Linked DNA regions of Mus musculus: region 2 is linked to region 1. A link is a contact called in public HiChIP or PLAC-seq data. All regions are on one chromosome and are shown on one strand. The core of a region is the stretch at or near the end of the contact, and the rest is flanking DNA. Distances in the headings are between cores, read along the strand shown. Region 1 overlaps Ercc8 (excision repaiross-complementing rodent repair deficiency, complementation group 8). Region 2 has its middle 23 kb from the start of Depdc1b.

Region 1 (6,044 bases), core at 1,108-3,607:
GTTAATTTAAGGGTGTTCAAATTATAGTTAAAGTAACTCACTAGTTATTCTTTAATGTGTTTAGATATATGCTTAATACAGAAAAACATAAGCCAAATGTGTTTTCATTGCAGCAAACACTGCTCACAATGGGAAAGTTAACGGCTTATGTTTTACAAGTGACGGCCTTCACCTGCTCACCATTGGCACAGACAACCGAATGCGCCTCTGGAATAGCTCCAGCGGGGACAACACCCTGGTAAGGGACTTCAGAGGGCCTTTCAGTGGGTGATTGTGATGTACACTTTCTACTTTGCTATGGATGTGACTTCATTTCTTGCCTTTGAATCACAGCTCTTAACATAGTTTAGAAAGATGCTTTAGATGTGAACGACATATTCTCAAGTCAAGGCAAGCCACCCCTCCTGGCACGCCTGCCATGCTCCACTCCTACTGCAGCACTGGTGAAGTGCAAGTGTTTGTACCTCATGCTTCTAATTAAAACATTGAAAACTTCTAATCCGGATGAGTTACCAACAGTCAAATTGTACAGCTAATCACATCCCTTTTTTACCCATTCATTCTAGCTATTCATTTTCTCTAAAATTCTTGAGAGGGTCACTCTGATTACTTACATAAATACTAGTATTTCTATGCTGTATGGAGTCGCTTGTGTCTGTGATGATGACCTCAGACCCAGAGGCTTGTGCCTGCCAGGCAAGCACTCTGCCACCAAGCTGCACTCCCCAGCCTCCCATAATCAATGTGGAGTGGTTTTCTGTCTCTCAGGGTAGATCTGCGGGTGTTGGCTTCATACTTTAGACTCTTCTCTTCCTTGTGTTATATCATGTCCTAAATCAGACTTCTCCTTTCTCCTTATCTTCTTTTAATAAGTATGTATCCAGCTTTTACTTATTTGCCAAGCAATAATCATACAGCAATAGACAAAGCATAGAAAAACCTGTTTTATCTTAGGAAGCTTCCATTCTAGGAAGGAGTTTAAAAAAAAGATCAGTCAGTAGATGAGCATAAAGTGAAACTGTGGAGAAAGGAAGAGCCTGCTGTGTGTCTACACTCAGGTGGGTCTCAGGGGCAAGACTGGACTACCTAGAGAGTTCAGAGCCAGCCCAGGCTACCTAACAAGACCCTATCTCAGGAAAAACTCAGTAAAAGAGAAGCTACTAGGAAGTTAGTACCTGGGTCTCATAGGGCAGTCATGAAAGGCTTGATTGACCCAGAAGAAAAGAAGAGTTGAGCCACCAGCGACTTAATCTAGGGAAAGGAAGGAAAAAGCACTCAAAGACTATGGCAGCATCATGGGTCCTGTGGGGACAGCGGGGAACTCTCACGCTGAAATCCACAAACAGTAACAGGAAGTACAGGCTGCCAGCGAGCTGAGCCTTGGAGGCCCGGGTGAGGCCTAGGAGAGGTCTTTCAGTAGAGAAGTGGCAGGTCACACTGTGTCCACGCTTAATGTGACGAACACAGACGGCACTGGACATGTGTCCATGGTTAAGAAGGCTTATTCTGTTTTTGCCTCTATAAAGATGGTACTCCTGCCTTAGGGGTTTGCTATTAAGAATATAAGTTTAGAATGGATCACAGAATTTTTAATAGACATTCTCAAAGTAAGTTATTCATAAAAAGAGAGCAGTGCTAACTGAGAAATGACACTTGAAGAGGCGTGAGAAATCGATCCCAGAATACTTGAAGAGGCATGAGAAATCGATCCCAGAAAAGTAAACTCTGAGGAGAAACCCTGCCTTTATATTTGTAAAGGTCTTGTCAAATCAGAAACCAAATTCTACTCCCGCCATTTAGTAATGTTTCGGGTATTGGGTGATTTACTTAATATTCTTTTCAGTTTTACTGTCATGATTTTGTAAATCATGGATATTGTCTGCCTAAAAAAGAATTACAAAGTTTAAAAAGTAATACTGAGATACCAAATAGAGGGCAGAGTTTTTGCCTTATGAAAATATGTATAGGTACAAATTTCCAATATTTCTTTAATTATAATTACATACAAACATTGTGTCTACATACTAATCTTTTTAAAGCTTAATAATTTACCTTTTAAATAACAATACATAGAAATAGAATTTTTTAAAAGTTTCCTCCTCACACAAACATTAACAGATCCTTAATGATTCGTGACACAATCTCCCCGTGGTTTGTAGACTAAAACTTGGAGACCGTGCCTTAAAGTTGGAGCAAATTCCTGCAGGGAAAGTTCACAAGGAGACAGGTTTGGCAACAGCAACAATAACAAAAAGAATTCAAAGTAGGTATTGGTGCTGTTCAGTTACTGGCCTTATCTGTCATATTGTGGTGGATGTGTCAGGGAACTGAGCCTCTGATCTTTGTTCATTAGTACCACAGAGCTGTTAATTTCTCCGTGGTTTCTTTTTCCTGTGTATTCCAGTGTCACTGCGAGGCTCACCTCTGATTAGTTACTCTATCCTGTTATGGCTCCTCCCAGTGGAAGTCTTCCACTTATAATTCCAACCTTTCCTATTGTTCTAACTGAATGCCTTCGCCTGTTGTCTGCACTCTGGCTGTCTGGCAGTTCTGCCTCTTTCCCTTGTCCTAATACATTGCCACTAGCTTCCTCTTTTCCGACTCCTTCCCTACCTAAGCTTAGCTCGCCTGGATCTTGCTCTGTAGATTGATCTTGTACTCAGACAACTACATACCTGTCTCCTGGTATTAAAAGTGTGTCCCACCACACTTGATTTAAGCTTTTTATGTATAACTTGCTCTGTCCCAGGCTGGCCTTGAGCTCAGAGATCTGCTTGGCTTTATCTCTTGGGACTAAAGGTATGTACCACCATGCCTGGATCTAAATTTAGTTGGGTAGGATCTTGCCACAAAGTTCCTTAATCTGTTATCTCCTAGAACATAGGATTCAGTTCTATTTCACTTCCTGGTGCCCCTTTAATACTGGAACCATATATTTTATGTCTTTGCTTTCTAAACTTGCTATGCTTATTCAAAACATTCTTCATGAGATTTAACCAGAGAACACACTCTATGCTTGGTGTTTCTGAGACTTCCTTTGTCAGTGCAGTTAATCTGAGTCTCTTCACCTTGGCAGACTTTTCAGACAAAGGCAAAAAGTAGCCACATTCTTCACCAAAACACCACAAAAACAGTTTTTAGGCCTCATATTGAAATTCTCCAGTGAAACTTCTTCGGCCAGGTCCATACAATTCAAATCACTCTCAGTAACAAAGTCTTCCATATTCCTACTAGGATAGCCCATTAAGCCCGCCCAATTTAAAGCATTCCCCTGCTTTCCAAATCCAAAGTTCCAAAATCTACATTCCTCTAAATAAAAGCATGGTCAGGCCTATCACAGCAATACCCCAGTCCCTGGTACCAACTTCTGTATGAGGGTTTTACTGCTGTAAACAGACACCATGACCAAGATAACCCTTCTAAGGACAACATTTAATTGAGGCAGGCTTACAGGTTCAGAGGTTCAATCCATTATCATCAAGGTGGAACATGGCAGCATCCAGGCAGGCATGGTGCAGGCAGAGCTGAGAGTTCTACAGCTTCATCTGAAGGCTGCTAGTGGAAGACTGACTCCTAGGCAGCTAGGGTAAGGGTCTTAAGCCCACACCCACAGTGGCACACCTAATCCAACAAGGTTACATCTTCTAATGGTGCCAAGCATATATAAACCATCACAGGAAGTAACCCATGTCTGGCAAGATTTTCACTTACCTGTGTTTTCTGTGGGAGGCATTATCCATGCATGGTACCTATGTTCAAACTTCTTTAATAGAAGTTTAGTCTCCATAGGGCTTTTCCATACAGCCTTTGTGTTCTTTAACCCAGCTCCCTCCTCTCCTGTTCCTTTCCCTCTTCTCATTTTAACCACCAGTAATCCTCTCCTAATTTCATATCATGTGTGTTCTGCTCTCCCCTCACTCCTAAGGCCCTTCCCCACTTAGGCCCTCTCTAGCTTCCGGAGCCATGCCTCCCCATAGTTACATGGTCCATCCATCCTGGCTGTCTGTGGAAGTGGAAGGGTGTTCTTCCTAACGTGGAATGAATGAATCTTATGTAGCTGGCTCCCCTCATTTCCCAGATGCTATCCTGTGCAGGACTTCCCCTGTAGTTTTACAATAACACTGTGGTAAATAGCATCATTTCCACTTAGCAGATGAGAAGAATGAAGTTTAGAGGTTAAGTCTGGGAGAACCTCTAACACCTAGATTGCAGAGCCCAAGTTCAGCTTTGAATGGACCTGCTAGCACAGGGTGGCTGAGGCACGAGCTCCTGCGAGTTAACACGAGTTGGTTGCCGCTGCGATGCAGAGAGTCCCCTGGGCATAGGACTCTCTGATGCTTAATTGTTTCCTTCAAGTAAATCCCCAAGAAGTGAGGATGTCTTTCTTGTTCAGTGAGTTAGTTCTGAGAGAAGTGAAGGCTCTGCAGCCGTGTTGATCGCGTTCACCTGCACACTTGAGTGGCTGCGATGGTCGGGTTACAGTGTGGGTTGTATCACGGCACATTCTTAGGAACAGGGCAACAACCAAAGGGACAGCTTCCTTCCTAGTTTGTTTTATAATCAGCCATTGTCCCTTCTTGAAGAAACAGCCAAAATATGACACCAATAACATGTTCTCCTTACTCTTTACCAGAATTGAATGTTTCTTAAAGTTTTAGTCAAACCAAAGGTGGGAAATGCAGTAATGCGTACACATGAGACCCTGAGAAAAGGTGAAAAGGGAGGGAAGGAGGGAGGAAGGAAAGGAAAGGGAAAGGGAAAGGAAAAAGGAAAAAGGAAAGGAAAGGAAAGGAAAGGAAAGGAAAGGAAAGGAAAGGAAAGGGGAAAGGAAAAAGGAAAGGAAAGGAAAGGAAAGGAAAGGAAAGGAAAGGAAAGGAAAGGGGAAAGGAAAAAGGAAAGGAAAGGAAAGGAGAAAGAAAGAAAGAGAGAGAGAGAGAGAGAGAGAGAGAGAAAGAAAGAAGGAAGGAAGGAAGGAAGGAAGAAAAGCAAGCAAGCTCTAAAGAGTTTGACAGTGGAAAATGATTCTTCAAGTTTGTCTTTGTTGCATCCTATGTCCCTTGTGGGTTTATTTACAATTTCTGTTTCCTCAGATATAAAATGTACATGTGTATCATTGGCCCTAGTTTTTATTAAGATGCTGTTTTTTTACATTTAAAGGCCCTCTCTATTGAATGCCATAATAAATGAAGGAAGTGTTTGTTTCTGTCTTTGTTGCCGTTATAGCTCAGGCTTTAGTGGTGAGTAACACTATAATTCAATCCTGCAGGTGAACTATGGGAAGGTGTGTAATGACAGCAGGAAAGGGCTGCAGTTCGCTGTCTCCTGTGGCTGCAGCTCAGAGTTTGTGTTTGTTCCCCACGGCAGCACCATCGCTGTGTACGCAGTCCACTCGGGAGAGCGGCTCGCCATGCTCAAGGGACATTACAAAAGCGTCGACTGCTGTGTGTTCCAGCCTAATTTCCAGGTAAGAGTGATACTTCGGAGAATTTATAGTGCTTAGATGGCGGGATTGCCAGACTCTCAGAGTGTAAAACAGGAAGTTGTTCTATTCTCTCGTGTTACACACTTGTAATCATTCTGAAGTATGTATGATACCGTCAATCCACCTTTGAGCTAGTACTTCTTTAATAGAGATTAGGGCAGCCTAAATCTCAGGCGGAAGTATAAATGAGTCAGTATAATACCATGCAATTGATTGGGATTAAATTGTCTTCCCTTTGAATATGAACTCCATTTAACCATTGAAAATCTGCCAGATGCTGATATAAGTATTCTTTTATAGTGGCTAGATACTGAAATGATTAGTAAAAGTCTACCTTTTAATTGACACAACTGACATAGTTTCATTTATTCATTTGTGTGTGGGAGGGCGCATACCATTGTATATGTGCAGAGGACAACTTACAGGAATCGATTCTCTCCTTCCATCTTTGGGGTCCTGGGATCAAACTCCGTCATCTGGCATAGCAGCAAGTGTGGCTTTACCCACTGAGCCACATTAGCAGCCCCACAAAATCTCTTAATTACTTACATTCGTTAATTTT
Region 2 (6,044 bases), core at 1,884-4,383, 110 kb after region 1:
CCTACCTACCCAACTTTAAATTCTTTCTTAAAAAATAATCCACAAAATCAATACAACAAAACGCCCAACACCTAGAAAACAAAATACAACATCACTTCCCCGCTCTGAAAAAAAAATCTCATCAAATTATAACCAAATAAAAGCATATATTGAAAACCTTAGGTTCCATTATTTGTTGGTCTGCTTTTTCTGAACATGAGATCTGCCCCGGAGTGGTTGATATAACCAGTGTCACTCCATTGTAGAAAACTGACTTCCCCTTTCTCAACCCACATAAATGTCAGTTTGATTGTTAACCCTTACCCTCAAGTGGCTAGGTTTGCACCCATTCAGTCATTTTTTTTTTAATTTAACAAAATAAAACATAATGAGATAATACAAAACCCATCACATCCAAGTTGGATAAGACAAACCAACAGAAGGAAAAGAGCCCAAGAGCAGGAACGAGAATCAGAGACCTGCTTGTTCATACACTGGGCAATCCCATAAAAACATTAAACTGGAAGCCATACAGAAGCACTCAGTGCAGATCCCCGCCCCGCCCCGCCCTGCCCTGCCCTGCCCTGCCCCGCCCACCACACCCCACCCCCCGCTCCGTGGACGCTGACCATGCTGCCTCAGTCTCTCTGAGTTCATAGGAGCTTTGCTCAAGTTGATTTAGAAGGCCTTGTTTTCTTGGTGTCCTCCATGCCCTCTGGCTCTCACACTCTTTCTGCCTCTTCTTCCAGTGGGTTCCCTCGCTCTGAGCGGGAGGGATTTGATAGCGACATCCCATTTAAGGATTGAGTCTCTAGCTCTCTGCATGATGTCTGGAGAAACAGCCTACATCCTTTTCAGTCTTTCCCCGGGCAGCCTATCCCTGTGTGGGCAGATAAAGAGCAGCATCTAAGGATGCTGAGAGATGCCTGAGGTTCTACAAGCACAGCTCACCATTCCCTGTGCCCCACTAGTCTCTTTGGAAAGGTGGCATTACCATAAGTACAGGGCATTTAGCCAGGCAGAGATAAAAGGACCTGGTAGACTCGTCAGTCACCCAGTGAAGTCATGACAGAATGTCTGAGGCAATTAACTTGCAAAGAGAAAGCATTATTTTGGCTCATGGCTCCGGATGTTCCAGGCCAAGATGAGGTGTTCTCCACTTTGGCATTCTGGTAAGGACAGCAGGCCAAAGCACAAATGCATGGCAGAGAAACTACTTAAGGTTCAAGCCAGGAATCCGGAAGAGACTGGGTCCCCACAATCCTCATCAAAGGCATATCCAAAATGACCTATGGACGTTGAAAAGTCCACTGTACCTCCTAATACTGCTACCAGGGAATCAAACCTTTGACACATGGACTGGGGGGAGCACAGAGCTAATTGTATCTCCTGGGATCTGGGCTTAGGTCGGCCCCAAATGTAGAAAGGAGCTGCTGAGTCCTCTGGGACTCTGAGCCCACAAAGGATGAGCACATAAAAGAAGCTCCCAAGGTCAGAAAGGAAAGTAGACTATAGAAGTAGAGAAAGGTCAATTCCTTGAGGTATATGAGCAAGGAATTCTTAAGTGTCACAAGAGGCTCGGAGAGATGGCTTCCTGCTCTTTCAGAGGACCAGAGTTCAATTTCCAGCACCATAACCATGTTGGACTCATAATCTCCTATCACTCCAGCTTTAGGGGATCTGTCCTCTGAGGACACCAGCGTACGCATGTGCACGTGCACTTGAGTGCGTGTATGTGCACCCAAGTGCACACGCACACACATACACACACACATATGAATGCAAGAGGCCATGATTTGAGATCAAGTTTTGTTTCTTAATCTTTTATTTTTGTCTCACGTTTGTAAGTGTTACCACAGTGTATGTATGGGTTCCATGTGTGTACCTGGTCCCTCCAGAGACTGGAAGTGTTGGATCCCTGGTGAATGGGATTAGAGATGGCCAGGCAAGTGTGCAGGGAGTCAAACCTGGGTTTTTCAGAAAAGCAACCAGTGCTCTTAACTGAGGAGCCGTCTCTCCATCCTAGGAAGATCCTCCTTTCCTGTGGGTCAGATGATTTCCTGGGCAGGGCATCCTGGGTGTAAAATGATGGAGAAATGGAGTTAAATGCCAGCGTTATCTCACTGTCTCCTGGCTATGCATGTGATGTGACCATCTGCTTCAAGCTCCTGCTGCCCTGATGTCTCTGTCCTGATGGACTGAACCCTTGGACTATGAACAAGCCCTTTCTCCTGGAAGTTACTCTTGTGGGAGTGTTTTATCACAGAAACGAGAAGATTAAGCAAGCGGTTCTGTGCCTGACAGACTATGCAAGCAGTTCTGGCTCCCTGACTCTCAAGTACAACCCCCAAACTGGCCAGTCTGTTTTCTGTTCCCTTGCTTGTGCCTTCTGCGGCTTTTATTTGCCTATGAAATAACTTCTTCTCAGATCACTAGAACGCCGACTCTATTTCATTGAACAAAGTGTCGAAGTGTCGCTTGATTCCAGCCTAGACAATCAGTGGAGGGAAGAGCTCTAAGCTAAATGAGTTTAATTCCGTCCTTCAATAGATCCATATTTGATGTTACGTATGCAAAACTACACTTAGCCTTGGCAAGGAGGTGGACATTATTTTCAGAGTCCCACATCTCTGAGGTCTTTGAATCAGACACAAATGATTCAGAGCTCATTTGCATGGTGGCACAGAGGCTGCCCCTCACAGGTAGCCAGGCTGGCCTCGAGGCTGTCACACAGCTGAACGTGACTTTGAACTTATAATCTTCCTGCCTCCACCTCCCAAGAGCTTGGTCTTCAGAAATGTGCCTCCATGCCTGGATATGTGTGATGCTGGGGACTAACTCTGGGCTTTGTGCATGCCAGGCAAGTTCTCTGCCAACTGAGATACATCTCCAGACAGTTGTCACCTTTTAATCTTTCCTTTTCCTTTTTTAAAAATAAGCTTCCTTTTAACTTTTAAAAAGGCATATATATCTACCTATTTAATATTTACTTATTTATGTTGTGGTAAATATTATTTGTGTGTATGGGGGTTCTACCCCACCTAGACCATATAGTTTCCACATTAAAAGCACTAGAGCTGGGTAGACATCAGCCCTCTATTCTATTCTGTCTACTCCCCCGTCAAAAATCCTGAGACATTACTTGCCTTATGTTCCACTTGGGCTGCTTCTGTTCCAGCAGGCCAGCTCTCATGGCTATGTGCTCACGACCCATGCTATCCTATGGTAACCTTCTCCTTCTTCCTCTCCTCAGGGTCCCTCCTCAACCCCCCAGGCCCATGAACCTTTCTCTGCCCCTTTCTTCTGCCCAGCCCAGGCTGCGGGTATTAACCAATCGGATAACTTAGGTGGCAAGATTTATACAACAAAAGCTGATAGATGATAGGATCCCCTCCTCCCTGAAGATCTCCCCATAGGGTGGTGGGGGTAATGATATCTTGGAGTACAGAACTCAGCATTTGAATACAGTAGCACCACACCAATCTCCTATGTATGTATGTATATGTGTGTATGTGTGTAAGTATGTATGTATGTGTATATGTATGTATATTTGTGTATGTATATGTATGTGTGCTTGTATGTATGTATGTATATGTGTTTGTGTGTGTGTGTATGTATGTATGTATACATGTGTGGTGCTATGCTTGTGCTATAGCACATGTGTGGAGGCCAAAGGAAAATTTCTGGGAGTTTTCTGTTTCTACCATGCGAATCTTGGAGATCAAACTCAGGTTATTAGAAGCTGAACCTCTTGTGTTGTTATGAGCCAGTAAAACAACAGATGCTGAGGTACTAAACAAAAGTAAAACTTCACATGGCCTAGCAACTCCACTTGGGGCTACATACTCCCTCAAAATCAGGTCTTGAAAGACATTTGCGTGCCATGTTCACTGAAGCATTGTTCACAAAAAGTAGGAAGAGCCAAAATGACTCATTGACAGGTGGATGAGTAAGTAAATTGTAAAACCAATGCAATATTGTTCAGCCTTCAAAAAGAACAATTCTGATAATGTCACAATAGGGATGAATTCTGAGGTCATCATAGTCAATAAAATAAACCAATCACAAATAGACAAATGTTGTATAATCCGTATCTGAGGGAATTGCAGAGTAAATAGAACAATAACTGGTGATGGCTAAGGGATGGGAGAATTTGGAGCAGGTTTTAATTAAGTAAAACTCACAAGAGGCCATTGTTTTGGATCCTAAGTTCTTGCATTTGACCCCAAGAGACCAGGCTAGAAATCAAAGTACAGCCACGGTGCATGTATGCATGCATATGTGTATGTGTGTATGTACAATATGCATGTATGTTTATGTGTATGCATATATGTTTGTGTGTATGTGCATCTGTGTGTATGAATATGCATGTATTTATGTGTTTGCATATGTATGTGGGTATGTTCATTTATGTGTATGTGTCTTAGGGTTTTATTGTTGTGAACAGACACCATGACCAAGGCAACTCTTAAACGACAACATTTAGTTGGGGCTGGTTTAGAGGTTAAGAGATTCAGTTCATTATCATCAAGGCAGGAGCATGGCAGTGACCAGGCAGGAGTGATGTAGGAAGATCTGAGAGTTCTACATCTTGTTCTGAAGGCAAACAAGAGAAGACTGGCTTCCAGGAAGCTAGGATGAGAGTCTTAAAGCCCATGCCTACAATGACACATTTCCTCTAACAAGGTCACACCTACTCCAACAAGACCAACCCTTCTAATAATGCCACTTCATGGGCCAAGCCTCTTCAAACCATCACAGTATCTGTGTGTATGTTTATGTGTATGCATATGTATGTATATATATATATATATATATATATATATATATATATATCCACATGTATTTATATGTATATGTGCGGTGTGTGTATGTGTATGTGTGTGTGCAAGGACTTCAGGGACACATCCCAGTGCCCAGCTTTTACATGGTGTTGGGGGGTCAGATTCCTTAGGCTTTCATAGCAAGTAAGTACTTTGCCCACTAGGGATCACCCCAATTCAAAATGGACTCACTCTTGCTACAACTCCACCCCCAAAACCCAAATCGAGCTATTTATCTTCCCAGAGAGATCATGACTAGAAAGAGAGCTAACTATCCCCTCCAGTCCAGTTTCCATTGGCATGAAGTTCCCTTGATCCGAATCCTACATAAAAGTGGTAGCTTCCTTGTGCTGGTGAAATATTGTGGCCCTACAGCTTGGGGAGTAGAGGCAGGAGAGAACATTTGAGGCCAGGCCTGGTTGCTTTGCCAGACCTTCCTAAGAAACAAAAAATAACACAATAACCTGAAGTAACCAGGCATTAACCAAGGGCTTTGTTTTCTGTTGTTAAATCACTCTACACCTGCCTTAGAATGAAGGCACTTGGAAATGTGTTGGATTTTTATTCTTTTTAAAAATTTATTTATTTTTCAGCCCCTTCCTGACTACCAGACTAGTCCCCTCTGCTCTATTATTGAAACATTTTATTTCATAGCTCAAGAATTGTATATGCTTTTACCTGATTGCATGTTTGTTTGTGTTTACTTATTGTCTTAGTTAGGGTTTGACTGCTGTGAACAGACACCATGACCAAGGCAACTCTCATAAGAACAACATTTAATTGGGGCTATCTTACAGGTTCAGAGGTTCAATCCATTATCATTAAGGAGGGAACATGGCAGCATCCAGGCAGGCATGGTGCAGGAGGAGCTGAGAGTTCTACAGCTTCATCTGAAGGCCACTAGGAGAAGACTGGCTCTCACGTGGTTAGTAGGAGGGTCTCATTGACCATCCTCATAGTAACCTACTTTCTTCAACAAGGCCACACCTCCTAATACAGCGCGCTCTGTGCTAAGCATATTCAAACTAACACACTTATTTTTCTGGTTATGTTGAGATAAAGTCTTGTTATGTTGACCAGGTTGGTCTTGAACTCTTGGGCTCAAGTCATTCTCCTGTCTCTCTGGAGTAGTGTGTACAGCTTTGTATGTACTTTTATTGTTGTTGTTGTCATCGAAACAATGTTTCATGCAACCTATACTGTCATCGAAACAATGTTTCATGCAACCTATACTGGCCTCAA

What was found. HiChIP or PLAC-seq counts read pairs in DNA pulled down with a chosen protein or histone mark.
Region 2: a contact with region 1 is called in an H3K27ac HiChIP or PLAC-seq map of the HPC-7 cell line, with 5 times the contacts expected there. The contact joins two enhancer-like sites. A contact is called at or near these places in 1 of 15 datasets of contacts at CTCF or cohesin (the NIH/3T3 cell line), 3 of 484 Hi-C or Micro-C datasets (the G1E-ER4 cell line, embryonic stem cells and nephron progenitors) and 6 of 115 datasets of contacts at active chromatin or transcription factors (DN3 thymocytes, the HPC-7 cell line, bone marrow-derived macrophages and 2 more).

The regions. Positions count from the first base shown.
Region 1 is chr13:108,178,459-108,184,502 of GRCm38.p6, forward strand. Ercc8 (excision repaiross-complementing rodent repair deficiency, complementation group 8) reads left to right here. Exons shown (of 12, transcript NM_028042.4): 9 at 114-238; 10 at 5,267-5,464. Among named protein-coding and RNA genes, the nearest start is that of Ercc8, 23 kb to the left of the region's middle. Within about 2 kb of position 2,358, at least 9 of the 459 cell types and tissues checked have an H3K27ac peak or open chromatin away from gene starts, as enhancers often do. A contact at or near this core is called in the HPC-7 cell line, where this site is marked.
Region 2 is chr13:108,290,253-108,296,296 of GRCm38.p6, forward strand. No RefSeq gene overlaps it. Among named protein-coding and RNA genes, the nearest start is that of Depdc1b, 23 kb to the right of the region's middle. Within about 2 kb of position 3,134, at least 24 of the 459 cell types and tissues checked have an H3K27ac peak or open chromatin away from gene starts, as enhancers often do. A contact at or near this core is called in the HPC-7 cell line, where this site is marked.